Linked DNA regions of Sus scrofa: all the other regions are linked to region 2. Evidence: chromatin contacts called from public Hi-C and HiChIP or PLAC-seq data. All regions are on one chromosome and are shown on one strand. The core of a region is the stretch at or near the end of the contact, and the rest is flanking DNA. Distances in the headings are between cores, read along the strand shown.

What was found. A called contact is a pair of places that touch in the nucleus more often than the background predicts. HiChIP or PLAC-seq counts read pairs in DNA pulled down with a chosen protein or histone mark.
Region 1: a Hi-C map of skeletal muscle shows a contact between it and region 2, with 6 times the contacts expected there. The contact joins the enhancer-like site here to the promoter of KCNB1 in region 2. A contact is called at or near these places in 5 of 47 Hi-C or Micro-C datasets (epiblast stem cells, psoas muscle, retroperitoneal adipose tissue and 1 more) and 1 of 2 datasets of contacts at active chromatin or transcription factors (skeletal muscle).
Region 3: a contact with region 2 is called in an H3K27ac HiChIP or PLAC-seq map of skeletal muscle. The contact joins the enhancer-like site here to the promoter of KCNB1 in region 2. A contact is called at or near these places in 1 of 5 promoter capture datasets (fetal liver), 4 of 47 Hi-C or Micro-C datasets (epiblast stem cells, fibroblasts, retroperitoneal adipose tissue and 1 more) and 1 of 2 datasets of contacts at active chromatin or transcription factors (skeletal muscle).

What each region holds. Positions count from the first base shown.
Region 1 is chr17:51,075,962-51,080,030 of Sscrofa11.1, reverse strand. All of the region lies in intron 1 of KCNB1 (potassium voltage-gated channel subfamily B member 1), which reads left to right. Among named protein-coding and RNA genes, the nearest start is that of KCNB1, 65 kb to the left of the region's middle. Within about 2 kb of position 2,775, at least 17 of the 83 cell types and tissues checked have an H3K27ac peak or open chromatin away from gene starts, as enhancers often do. A contact at or near this core is called in skeletal muscle, where this site is marked.
Region 2 is chr17:51,139,899-51,144,014 of Sscrofa11.1, reverse strand. KCNB1 (potassium voltage-gated channel subfamily B member 1) reads left to right here and starts at 1,379. Exons shown (of 2, transcript NM_214218.1): 1 at 1,379-1,945. The coding sequence starts at 1,379.
Region 3 is chr17:51,027,140-51,031,440 of Sscrofa11.1, reverse strand. No RefSeq gene overlaps it. Among named protein-coding and RNA genes, the nearest start is that of ZNFX1, 71 kb to the right of the region's middle. Within about 2 kb of position 2,345, at least 4 of the 83 cell types and tissues checked have an H3K27ac peak or open chromatin away from gene starts, as enhancers often do. A contact at or near this core is called in skeletal muscle, where this site is marked.

The DNA.
Region 1 (4,069 bases), core at 1,526-4,025, 65 kb after region 2:
GTATGTGTGAGGCTTATAAGATAACTGCAGGATTCGTTTTATGTACTTATCTATTTATATTTTAAATTTATGCTATTCTCCAGGCGTGAGCAAGTAATGGGATGCAAGGGTGGTGTGGTTTGACGAACACAATCTTTTCTTGTCGCTGTCCCTGTGTCCCTGTTTGTGTATGTAACCCATTTAGAGTTAAGGTCAAAATTCTAAAAATATTGGGATGTCAGTTTTTTTGAATAGGTGATATATTTTCTTGATATGAAAGCCAAAGTGTTCCAAAGGGCACACTGTGAAAAGTCCTTCTCCTGCCCCTGTCCCCAGGCCTCCTCCCCAGAGGCAGCCGCTGTTACCAGTCTTCTGATCTCTTCCAGAAACAATTTATCCACAAACAAGTACATCCAAATCCATGTACGTGTAGATCCTTTTTCCTTTGTATTATTGAAGTAGGGGCTGGTTACACACTTTGTTCTTGCTCTGTTTCTTAACATCTTTCATCAGGAATTATGCCCTAGTTTTGCATATTGAGTCACTTTTCTCGTTTTTACAGCTGTGTAGTATTCCATTGTGGCTGGCTCACTATTGACTTAACTTTTCCCCTCTTGGTGGACACTGCGGTTTTTTTCCAAACTTTCTGGTCTAATAAGCAATGGTGCAGTGACTATATCTTATAAACTTATGTCTATATCATAAAAACTTTTGTTTAAGACATTCGTGGATTGTTAATTCTGGGCAGAATGGCTCCTCTTATGCACCACCCTGCCCCCTTTCTGGAAGCTGAGGCTTGATTAAGGACAGCATCACAAAGTGGAGGAAGAGCATTCCAGGCAGAGGGGACTGCAGTGCAAAGGTCCTGGGGCAGAAATGAGCTCAGTCTATTGGGAAATGGCAAGAAGGCTGTTGTGGCCGAAGTGGAACGTGTGAGGAGGAGAGGAGATTTAAGAGGACTTCAGTGGACAAGCTATCCATGGTGAGGCAGGAGGAGGTGAATGAATGAATGAAGCCATTCATTCAGTGACAGCTGAAAAGACATTATTTTCCAAGAGACAGGCATGGCCCTCCCCTGACCTCTGGTGGCTTTGAAGACTGGTGGCCTCTCCCCTCTTGAGTCTCCTAGACCTTTCCCCAGGGTCACCCAGAGAGGAAAGAGCCCAGTGCCCTGTCACAGGGCTAGAACCCACCAAGGCCTTCGGTGGACTTGGCTTTGGCCTTTCCCAGTGTCCACACTGGCTTGAGCCAAGTATGTTTTTAACAGGATGGGAACTCGTGGGGTGCTGGGGTGGACTCACCCTATAACAACCTCTGCCACCTTTGCAGGGCCAGCCCCTCTGCCTGAGATCCATCTTCGCAGACCACCAAATAGCAGTCGCCTCCTCGTCCCTGTCCCCACGTCTGCCCACCCTACCCATCTCCTCACTGTTTAGAGCCACCATGAAGCCTGGTGGTTTCAAAGCCAGGCTTCCCAAGTGAAACCCGGCTCTGCACCAATAAACTGCCAGCCACCAGTCCCACGGCTCATAGGGTGAAGGCAATAATAGCACCCGTCTTTCAGGGCTGGAGCAAGATGCAGAAAATGTACAGGAAGCCCTCTGAGCAGGGCCTGGCACACAGAGCGCTCAGAAAGTCGGTCACTGCTTTTCTACCCAGTGCTTTAAATCCTCTGTCCTTTCATTGACTGCTTGCGTGTTGTCCAGCTCCCCGTCTGAACCATGAGTGCGGGAAGGGGGTGTTGCCAGTTGGGTTCAGCCCTGTGCCCCCAAGTGATATTTAAAGAGACCCTGAAGGAGGAGCCAGAGTCATCTTGGGCAGGAGGAGTAGGGAGAGAGTAGAGCTTATGCGTGGCCCCCTGGGAACACGGAGATGGGGGCAGTGGCGGTGCTGTGGGGAGGCCAGAAGGGGAGTGGGGACGAGAGAGGAGGAAGGGTGGTGGGAGCCAGATCTGCAGGGCAGTGACACATTCAGATCTTGTAGAAGATTCTGGTCTTGGAATTCTGTGGGAGTAGGGGGTCAGAGGAGACGAGAGTGTGAGCAGAGCCAAATCAGGACACGATTGCCTTCTCAGGTCGGTCGGTCGGTCCGTCGGTCGGTCGGGCTCTTCTCTATCTGCCTCCTTCCTCCTTTTTCTTTCCCTCTTCTGCTCTTCCTTCTCTTTGCGTCTTCTCTTTCTCTTTTTTCTTCTTTTCTCTTCTCCTCCGCCGTCCCCTTCCCTCCCTCCCCACCTCTTCCCGAGAACAGCACCGTAATTCATCTTCCCCACCCTGGCTGGCCCTGGCGCCCTTCCTCTGGCACAGCTCATTATTTTAATTAAACTCTGGGATCTGTTTTACTAACCTGACATCTTGCTTAGGGAAACCAAAAGAGGAGCTGCCCGGGGCCAAGGAAGGGGAGTTGCCAGGGGATCGTGGAAAGGTTGCCATTGCCCCATCCCAGGCAGGCACCCTGCTTACCCAGCGCAGCCCTTAAAGGGGCAGCTGAGCACAGCAGTTAAGGTTTGAGGTCTGGCTTGGCCTCAAAGCCCCATCGCTTGCTCGGGCAAGCCCTTTCCTGATCCATAAAATGAGGTATTAATAGCTCTTCTCTCGTAGGGTTTTGCGAGGTTTAAGTGAGTTAACACAGTACTTCTCAGACTGAGGGTCATAAAATCAATTTAGTGGGTCACAACCACCAATGAAAAAACAAGGACAAAAACACGCCTGTGTGTTATTCAAAGGATCTGTGTTTTGGGCGGAGCGTCTCTTTCAGGGCTGGCATGCTCTCTGGGTTGTTTGGAAAGTGTATCTCTTACTCCGGCTCCCCTTCTAGAAGCCTTGAAAGCTATAATTAAAACACTTAGAAAAGTTCATACAGTAGGTGCTCAAACTGTGGCTGCTGATGTTTTCTTGCAGAAGCAAGAAAAGACTCCCTGTTGGTTTCTCTGAAATATCAGTGGGACCCCATTTTGCATCTGGGGAGACTGAGGCTCAGCGAAAGAAGAGGCTGCCCCAAGGCCACTGGTCCAAGGAGAGCGGCAAACCCTGGCCTGGCCACCCGGTGATCTCGTCTCTCCAGCACCAACACCCTCACCCTCCCCAGAGGGGAGGAGGCTGCAGTTTGTCTGCTCTCTCCTGGGCCTTCTAGAAGAAAATCCCATATGGGGCAAAGGAAGATGGGGTGCCTGGTGCAGGGCTGTGAGGAGGGGGCGGCCAGCGTGGCAGGGTCTGTGGCCAGGTGGGGAGCTCTCAGGAGGAGTCTAGGAGGCCATGATGGCCCCGTGGAGAGGCTGAGAGACAGAGAGGCTGAGAGACGGAGAGGCGGAGAGGCGGAGAGGCGGAGGCCTGGGCCCCAGCGTGGTTCTGCCGGGCAGGGCTGTATCCTGAGGGCTCTGAGAATCTTTTGGAAGCTCACCACTCAGATGACTCAAAAGTGTTCCCATGAGTCTGTGATTGTGATTCTGAGAAGTCTCCTCAACTTCCCCACTGGGAAAGGCCTTGTGTATACATTCATCCAGCAGACATTTATTGAGCACCTCCTGGGTACCAGGCAGCTGGGAACACACAGGGCATCAAGGCAGGCACCATCCCTGCCCCCTCATTCTGCCGTATGAGACAATCGACAAGTCACAAAAGAAAAAACTGAGTGCTTTCAGAACCCTGAAAGCGACTTGGGGTGACACGTGGGGGGGCTGCTTTATCCAGGTGGATCCAAAGTCCTTTCTCTAGAGGTGACAGCAGAGATGGGAGCTGAAGGGTGAGGAGGAAAGAGACCTGTTGGGAGCTCAGGGCCCTGAGGCTGGAGCGAGTTGGGGCCCTTGGAAGAGCAGCAGAGAGGCCAGCGTGGCTGAGCCACGAGTGATGGGAGGGAGGCGAGGAGGGGTGGCAGCCGGAGCCAGACCAGGCAGGGCTGTGAGGTCATGCCGAGGCCACTGGCTTTTATTCCGAGTGCAGTGGGACACCTCTAGGGGCTTTGGAGCAGGGCAGTGACAGGATCAATGTATGTTTTTAAAAGATCGTTACGAGGGGAGACTGGACTACAGGGATGAGAGAAGCCACTGCCCTGGTCCTGGGGTGGGTACTCAGGAACCTGGACGGGGGTGGAGAGA
Region 2 (4,116 bases), core at 130-2,629:
GGGGCGCGCGGCGGGAACGCAAGGGGACACAGGAGGGGGGCTCGCCTGCCGGGTGTTCGGCCTCTAGGTCTACCCAAGCTCCGCGGTTTCAGGCTGGGGTGGGGAGGAGGGGAGGTGGGTGGGCGAGGGCCAGAGCCCGGGAGGGTGTGCGATCCCCATCTAGGGGTGAGGGGATAGAGCATGAGCTTCACATACCTGGGGGCTCAGAGGAGCCCCCGAAATTACCAGTGCGCGGAGGGAGGAGGGCTCGTTTTGAAAAGGCCAGAAAATTCAGCTCATTTCCCCGCCTCCCACCTCCCCCACCCCTTCCTTTCCAAGCCCCGGGAAAGGCGCAGAACCCGGAGTTATAAAAAGCCATCGCAGGAGAGGAGCAAGGAGGAGGAGGAGGAAGAGGTGGAAGAGGAGGAGGACAAGGAGAAGGGGGCGGGGAAGGAAAGAGGGGAGGGCGGACCAGGTGGATCCCCGGGAATCTGTGCGCCCCTCCTGTCGTGGGGTAGGGGGCGCAGAGGGAGGGGCAGGACCTCGCGGAGAGCTTGCCTTTGCGACTTCAGGGTTCACCTCGTCTCCGGAGCGACCTCGAGGATGCTCCCTAGGCTTGGGGAGAGGGGTCGCTTCAGGACAGCGAGGCTGTCCTCACCACCCCGTCTGTTGTGGCCGACAGGTGAACACCTGAAACCCTCCAGAATTCCCCCAAATCTTTAAAGGTTTAAAAAAAGCAAACCCGCTGCCACTCCCAGCCCTCAAATCCTAATTATCTATCTCGGAGCTGGGGAAGGAAAAGATGAGTTTTTTGGGTTTTGTGTTTTTTTTTTTAAGTTTTATTCGTGCAGGGCCCCTCTTCTCCCCGTTGCGGGGCCAGGTCCGGGACTCGACGGGGAGACCTAGAGAGAAACGAGTTTCAGCACTCGAAGGGGCGGACAGCGCCCCAGGCGGCCGGGTCGGCTGGGGCTGCAGAAGCCCGGGGTGGGGCCTCCTGGGCCCCGGGGTGCCTCTTGGGGGCCCTCTCCCCGCCCCGAAAGGCCGCCCCTCCCTCCACCCATGGGGTGGGGCGGACTTCAGCACTGGAGGGAGGGACAGCGCCCAGCCTTTCTGCCCGCCTGAGCGGCTTAAGCTCCAGGAAGGTCAAGGCGGGCTGGGGCATCGGTGGAGAGGTGGGGAGGGGCCAGGCGCAGCTCCGTGTTTGCTGACCTGCGTCTGCTTTCTGCCTCGCAGCCGTCGGGATGGAGGTGAGAAGACGGCGGTGACACGCACCCGCGCGGCCTCCTGCACCCCCAGCAGCCCACAGCGCTCCCTGCCCCCCTCCCCCGCGGCAGCCGGCCTTGCCGTCCAGTGACAGCGGCCTGGGGGGGCAGGGGGGGCGGGGGCGGCCGGACCAGCGATGCCGGCGGGCATGACGAAGCATGGCTCCCGCTCCACCAGCTCGCTGCCACCCGAGCCCATGGAGATTGTGCGCAGCAAGGCGTGCTCCAGGCGCGTCCGCCTCAACGTTGGGGGGTTGGCGCACGAGGTGCTCTGGCGCACCTTGGACCGCCTGCCCCGCACGCGGCTGGGCAAGCTTCGCGACTGCAACACCCATGACTCGCTGCTCGAGGTGTGCGACGACTACAGCCTGGATGACAATGAGTACTTTTTCGACCGCCATCCAGGCGCCTTCACCTCCATCCTCAACTTTTACCGCACGGGACGGTTGCACATGATGGAGGAGATGTGCGCCCTCAGTTTCAGCCAAGAGCTTGACTACTGGGGCATCGACGAAATCTATCTGGAGTCCTGCTGCCAGGCTCGCTACCACCAGAAGAAGGAGCAAATGAACGAGGAGCTCAAGCGTGAGGCCGAGACCCTACGGGAGCGGGAGGGCGAGGAGTTCGATAACACTTGCTGCGCAGAGAAGAGGAAAAAGCTGTGGGACCTACTGGAGAAGCCCAATTCCTCTGTGGCCGCCAAGGTGAGTCTGAAATCTGGGGGCTGCTAGGCCAGGGGGTTCTGCCTGTGTCTGCAGATTCAGGACCATGGCTGGGGGACGCTGGCTTCCTTCCCAAATATGGAGACCAGGAAAGAGGAAAGGCTATGGCTGAGACCTCCAAGGTGAGGACCAACAACCCCTTCAGGCTGCTCCTCTGTGGCCTTGGCCGCCCCATCCTTTCATTATTCAATTCTTTATGCCCCAACTTTGTTGGAGAAAAGGGTTTACAGAGATTTATGAAAACCCATAGTAAGAGAATGGCCACTGCAAATAGCAGGGCATGGTGCGACAATAAAACCTTGCTAGGATGGAGAGAGTTGAATTTGGTCTATTCTATATAATGCTCCCTTGTGGATGCCCAGACCTGGGTTGGAAAGAAAGTCAGCCTATAATTTTAATACTTATCCCTATATTTATAACCCCACTTTGCCCCCAGGAGGGAATGAATGCAGCTTATAGACATACGGGGGGGGGGGGATCTTGAGATACTGTCTGTTTTAACATAAGTGAGAAAAATGCAGCAAAGGGACTCTGAGGGGTGGGTGTGTGCATGCATGAAGCATACAGCTGGCTGTGGACGCATGTGAGCAAAGGGTCAGCCCTGGTTGCTTCTTTATTTGGTGAGTCGATTCCAAGAACTGTTTGATGCAGCTTATAAAGATGCTTTGGCTGTTGGAAGAGGATGTCAATTTTGAAATAGAGAAAAATGAGGCAACATGAAAAAGAAGGAGAAAGAGGCAGGAATGAGATCATCACACTGGTGGGCCAGGGAGTCCTGTGTGCTGTGAGCAAAAGCAGAAACCATAAGGGAAAGGCTGGGGGTGGGGGGGGCAAGGGAGGCAGGCCTGGGCTGGAGGTCTTTTGTTGCTGGAGCACTTTCTCTGGGTCAGGTTGGGGTTCAGGGATGGCTTGGGAGCGACGGGGGCCTATCTTCACGCGGCCCATGCGCTGCGACTTGGGAGTAAATGACAACAGTGTGTGCAGTGCTATAAAAGAGGCCGCGTGGGGCCCAGGGGGGAGCCCAGAAAAGAGGGGATGATGTCAAAATCCACAAAGACCAAGTCAGGAGAGATGTGTTGAACATAACTCATCCTCAGAGCGGGGCCAGAAAAGGAGGGCAGGTAAATGTATTCATGGAAAGGAAAAAGAGGAGGAAGTCTCCACGGCACCCGTGCTGCCTTAGCTCGGGCTGCCTCCGGTCTGGCTGGCCTCCCATTGTGGGGTCTCCCAGGCTCCGTTGGCCCCCCACTCAAGGCCCACCTACAGCACAGGGTCTGGAGGGGGTTTGCGGGGACCTTTCTCCAGATCTGGGTGCCCAAGGAGAGGCCTTTGAGAGTGAATGTAGGGGTGGGGGGCTGGCTGGAGAGTGGAGGGGGGCCCGAAGGTTTTCTCTCTTCCCTGTTGACCCCAAACAGGAGTGGAGATTCCTAGGCCTGGTTACCTCTGCTGAGAGCTGCCTCCAGCCATAATCCTGCCCCGGGTTTCGTGTCCAAAAAGCCTCTCTTAAGACATAGTCACTCACCCTTAACCGGCTTAGGATCAACAGAATTATTTTGCTATTTCCAGGCCTGACATGGGTTCCTCCTCTCCACACCCAGGTTAGACCCAGGCGTGATTCTGCCTCCTCCCTGCCCTGTCCCTAAGACAAGGGAGTGAGGGGCAGGGGAGGGGAGGGCCACCTCCCCCAGGAGAAGCAGGCAAAGGGCTATGTTTGGGCTGGCACCCAGCAGCAAGACAGGGTACTTGGGCTTGCAAAAGGCACTGTTTGGGAATAACAGCTTCATCTCTCCTTCGGGTTAATCCGCTCACAGGGACGAGCTTCGTGACCTCTCTGTGATCCCAGTCTCGGGCTGCTGGCTTGTCCTGGCAGATGGACAGTCTAGGATATTCTGCAGCAAGGGCTGAAATGGTGAGGCAGGCAGGCTCATTGCCCTTCAGTATAGACACCCTGACTGCCATTGATCACATAGCCACCGTGTATGAAGTGTGACAGACAACACATGTAGTTCTTATACCAACTATTATCACCCCTTTTCACAAATAGGGGATGATCAGAGAGGTTAAGTCACTTGCCTAAGGTCACCCAAAAGGCAAACAGGAGTAGCCAGAAATTCACACAAACTCCAGTGTGACTTTGAAGACACTGTTCTGGG
Region 3 (4,301 bases), core at 1,096-3,595, 110 kb after region 2:
TCGTTAACCACTGAGCTACGACGGGAACTCCCGAGAAGTCAGAAATCTTGATTTTTACGGGAAAAAATCCCAATGTTTTAGTGCCAACAACTAATTCTAATTTATTTTCCCTTTGCTCCTGTGGTAGCCAGATGAAAACATCTATGGGCAGGCTACCCCCTCATTCATTGCCCTTTTGCGATCTCCACCTTGATTGACAGGGCTTGATGATTTCCATACTAAGCAGCTCTTGCTGTGTAATAAATTACGCCCCAAACTTAGCAGATTGAAATATGTATTATCTCATAGTTTTGTGGGGCAGGTATTCAGGAGGGTCTTTAGCTGAGTAATTCTGGCTTGGAATGGAGGGAGGGAGGGTCTCTCATGAGGCCGCAATGAAGACATCAGCTGCAGTCATCTGAAGGCTTGACTGAAGCTGGAAGATCAGACTCCAGCATGGCTCAGGGGGCCTCAGGTTCCTGCTGGCTGTTGGCAGGAGGCCTCAGTTCCTCACCGTGTGGACTGCTCCACAGGACTTCTTGAATATTCTTACAGCATGACAGCTGGCTTCCCCCAGAGTGATCCAAGGGAGAGAAGGCAAGAAGGAAACACAATGCCTTTTGTGACCTAGTATTGGAGAGCATCACTTCTAGAAAATTTTATTTATTAGCTCACACTCGAGGAATTGCACCTCACAAAGAGACAAGTATCAAAGACTTGGTGGACATATTTTAAAACCACTACATTCCAAATCCCATTTACTGGAAAGAGTAGTTTCCAACTTTAGAATTACCAATTCAGTTTGGGGAAGTATAGAAGCCTTGCTGGCATTTTATTTTACCAAGTAATGATGCTGAAAAGTAACTACTATGTACTATCACTGTTTCCTAGTAAAACAGAGGCTATTTCAAATCTCACCGCAAAATAAAATCTCAGAGTAAAAGACTGACCTGAAAAAGACAGAACTTTTTTTTTTTTTTGTCTTTTTAGGGCTACATCCACAGCATACGGAGGTTCCCAGGCTGGGGGTCCAACTGAAGCTGTAGCTGCTGGCCTACGCCACAGCCACAGTAACGCCAGATCTGAGCCGCATCTTCGACCTTAACCCACTGAGTGAGGCCAGGGATCGAACCTGCATCCTCATGGATCCCATTCAGATTTGTTTCCACTGAGCCATCATGGGAATGCCACACACACACACACACAAAACAGAACTTTAATTTTGTCCATAGATTGGGGTTTCTCAACCTCAGCACTATTGACGTTTGGGCTGCATCATTCTTTGTTACGGTAGTCTGCTCTGTGCACCGTAGGGTATTTAACGGCATCCCTGGCCTCTGCCTTCAAAATTCCAAGAGCACCCTCTCCCCGGTTGGGACAACCAAAAATGACTCTAGACATTACCAGATGTCCCCCGAGGGACATCACCTCCAGTTGAGACTCACTGGAAGTGGTAAAAAATTCAAAATCCGAAAAGTATAGTGAAAAGTGAAATTACCCTCCCACCTCTAGACTCCAGGCCTCCTGTCCTCAGAGGCAATTACTGCTACCAGCTTCTCATCTATCGTTCCATAGACAGTCTTGGCAAACAGCCCCACACCCCCGCAGGTATATGTGCTGAAGAGCTTCCTGACCCTCTTATGAGCCTGTGACCTGCTCTGTTGTACACAGTAATTTCTAGTCTCCTACAGCTGGACATGCAAGTTGCTGCCAAACTTTTGCTGTAACAAACACTGCTGAAACGAATGGCCTGTCAACGGCTCCTGTGGGCTCTGCCTTCAAAATAGATCTGGAATCTGCCCTTCTCACCCCTCTGAGCCACAGCTCTGGGCCATGCCATCACTGTCTGTTGCCGAATGATCACAGCAGGCTCTCTGCTTCCACTCTTGATCCCGTTCAGGCTCTTCTCAACACAGCAGCCAGAGGGATCCTGTCAAACTGTCAGTTCAATCATGTCACTTTACCAGCAAAACCCTCCAAAGGCTTCCCATCACCTTTTGAATAAAATCCAGGGTTTTCCTTGGCATTGTCTACAAGGCCATACAGCCCCTGGCCCCTGCCTGCCTCTCTGGTTCCACCTCCTCCTGCTCTTCTGGAGGGCGCTATGCTCCATCGTCACATTCCTCCTTGTTATTCCTCAGACGTGCCCACTGTGGGCTCATCAAATGACACTGCTCCTTTCTGGGCCCCTCCCAGATCCCTGCACCCTCTCTGACCACCTTTCTATTACTCTTTACCTCCTTCACTCCCTATCGGACACATTAACCACTGGTCAGTTTTCCAACACACCAAGCACACTCCACCCCAGGGCCTTTGCTCTGGCTCCCCCCTGGACTTGGAAGAGCTTCTGTAGGATGGTCACATGGTTCTCTCCCTATTAATAGTAACACCCTCCCCCACATCCCTCCACACAGACACACACCTCAGAGTCCATCCCCTTCTCTGCTTTATTGTTCTCCACAAGTTACCACCTTCTGACATACTCTGTTTTATTGATTTTGTTTACTGTTTAATCCCTCCAACAGAATGTGAATTTCTCCCTCCAGCAGAGTGGAAATTCAAAAGCTGAAAAGCAAAGAGAACAAAGACTGGGGGAAAAAAAAAAAACAGAATATACAAGGATCCATGGGGCAACCACAAAAGGTTTAACATATGTATAATGGAAACACCTGAGAAAGGAGAAAGAGAGAAAGGAACAAAAGAAATATTTGAAAAAATAATGACTGAGAATTTCCACAAATTAACGTCAGACACCAAACCACAGATCCAGGAAGCACAAAGTAGGGTAAATACAAAAATACCACAACTAAAAAACCCAGACAAACAAAACTTCACCCAGGTGAGTCATTTTCAAACTGTAGAGAATCATCAATAAGAAGTCCTGAAAGAAGCCCAAGGAAAAAGCACTTCACCCAGTGAGGAACAAGGATAAGAATTACATCCACCTTCTCAGAAACCATGCAAATGAGGAGAGAGTGGAATGAAATATTTAAAGCGTTGAAAGAAAAAGTCACCAGCAGTGCAGGATTTGTGAAGGTTGGAGCCAGACTGCCTGGGTTCAAAATCCTGACTCCTCTACTTGGCGGTTACATGTCATCAGGGAGGTCTCAGCTTCTGTGCCTCCGTGTCTCTAACTGCAGAATATGGCTAATTCACTGCAGCAACAGTGAATACATTAATTGCCTCAGGGCCAAGAATCGGATGAGGTGACTGAGGCAGAATTGTATGAGTAGAGAGTTGGATTCTATTCTAATAACTACCATAATTTTAAGGCAGTGAGCACTTAAAAACTGTTTCAAGGCATCTGCAACAGCTATAATGGGATGCAAAATAATCCATGGTGTTTTTCAGTGGCAATGTCACAAATACTGTTAATACTACTAAGATTTGTTGCCTATATTCATAACTGAAGGAAGTGCTGCATTTCAGCTAGAGGTCAGTGAAAATAAAGCTAAAGAGTTTTGCCCCATCCAAATTCGCAGAGCTAGGTTACAAATCCCTACATTAGGGGAGATAGAAATCTATTTCATCAGTCACAACTAGCACTTAAATATTTTTTAAAATATTTGTTTATTTATTTTGTTTTTTAGGGCTCTACCTGAGGCATATGGAATTTCCCGGGCTAGGGGTTAAATCAGAGCTTCAGCTGCTGGTCTACACCACAGCCACAGCAACACAGGATCGAAGAGGAAACAGCATGATGGAAAGCAGGTCCAGCAGCCACTGCCACATTGCAGGTGCAAACATCCTTGTCCCTCCCTCCAGGGCCCCATTGGCCTTGGTCTGGCCCCCATCTGCCCTTCTGCCCTCACACAAGTACACACACAAGACCCAAGTTCAACAGACACTGTGTTGTCAGCAGTTGCACAGCTGCTTCCCCCGTCCTCAGGGAGAAGAGCAGGTGTGGCAATGCCCATGTCCTGAGCTCATCGCCTGTCTGGGGACATGCCCCTCCTGATGGCCACATGTCCCCACAGCAAATATTAGCAAAGCTGTTTGTAAAGAGCCAGCTGGCGGCATGTCTGGAGGTCCTGGGCTGCAAAGGTTTGAGGCTAATTAAATGGCCTCTGATGAGCCATTATAGGGAGCTAAGCCTGGGCATTTTTGTGCTTTTCTGGATATGTGGGTGTGTTCTTATCATCAGTCCTGGATGTTAAAGGAGAGAGTCTGGGAGAGGATGTTGAAATCAGAAAAACAAAACCTCTAAGGGACTCTACTCTCTGGTTTCCCAAGGGAGCAGGGGTTTGACCCTGTGCCGATGGGAAAGGAGGGAACAACTGATCGGGTATCAGATATGCTGGGAATTAACCCTGTACTAATAA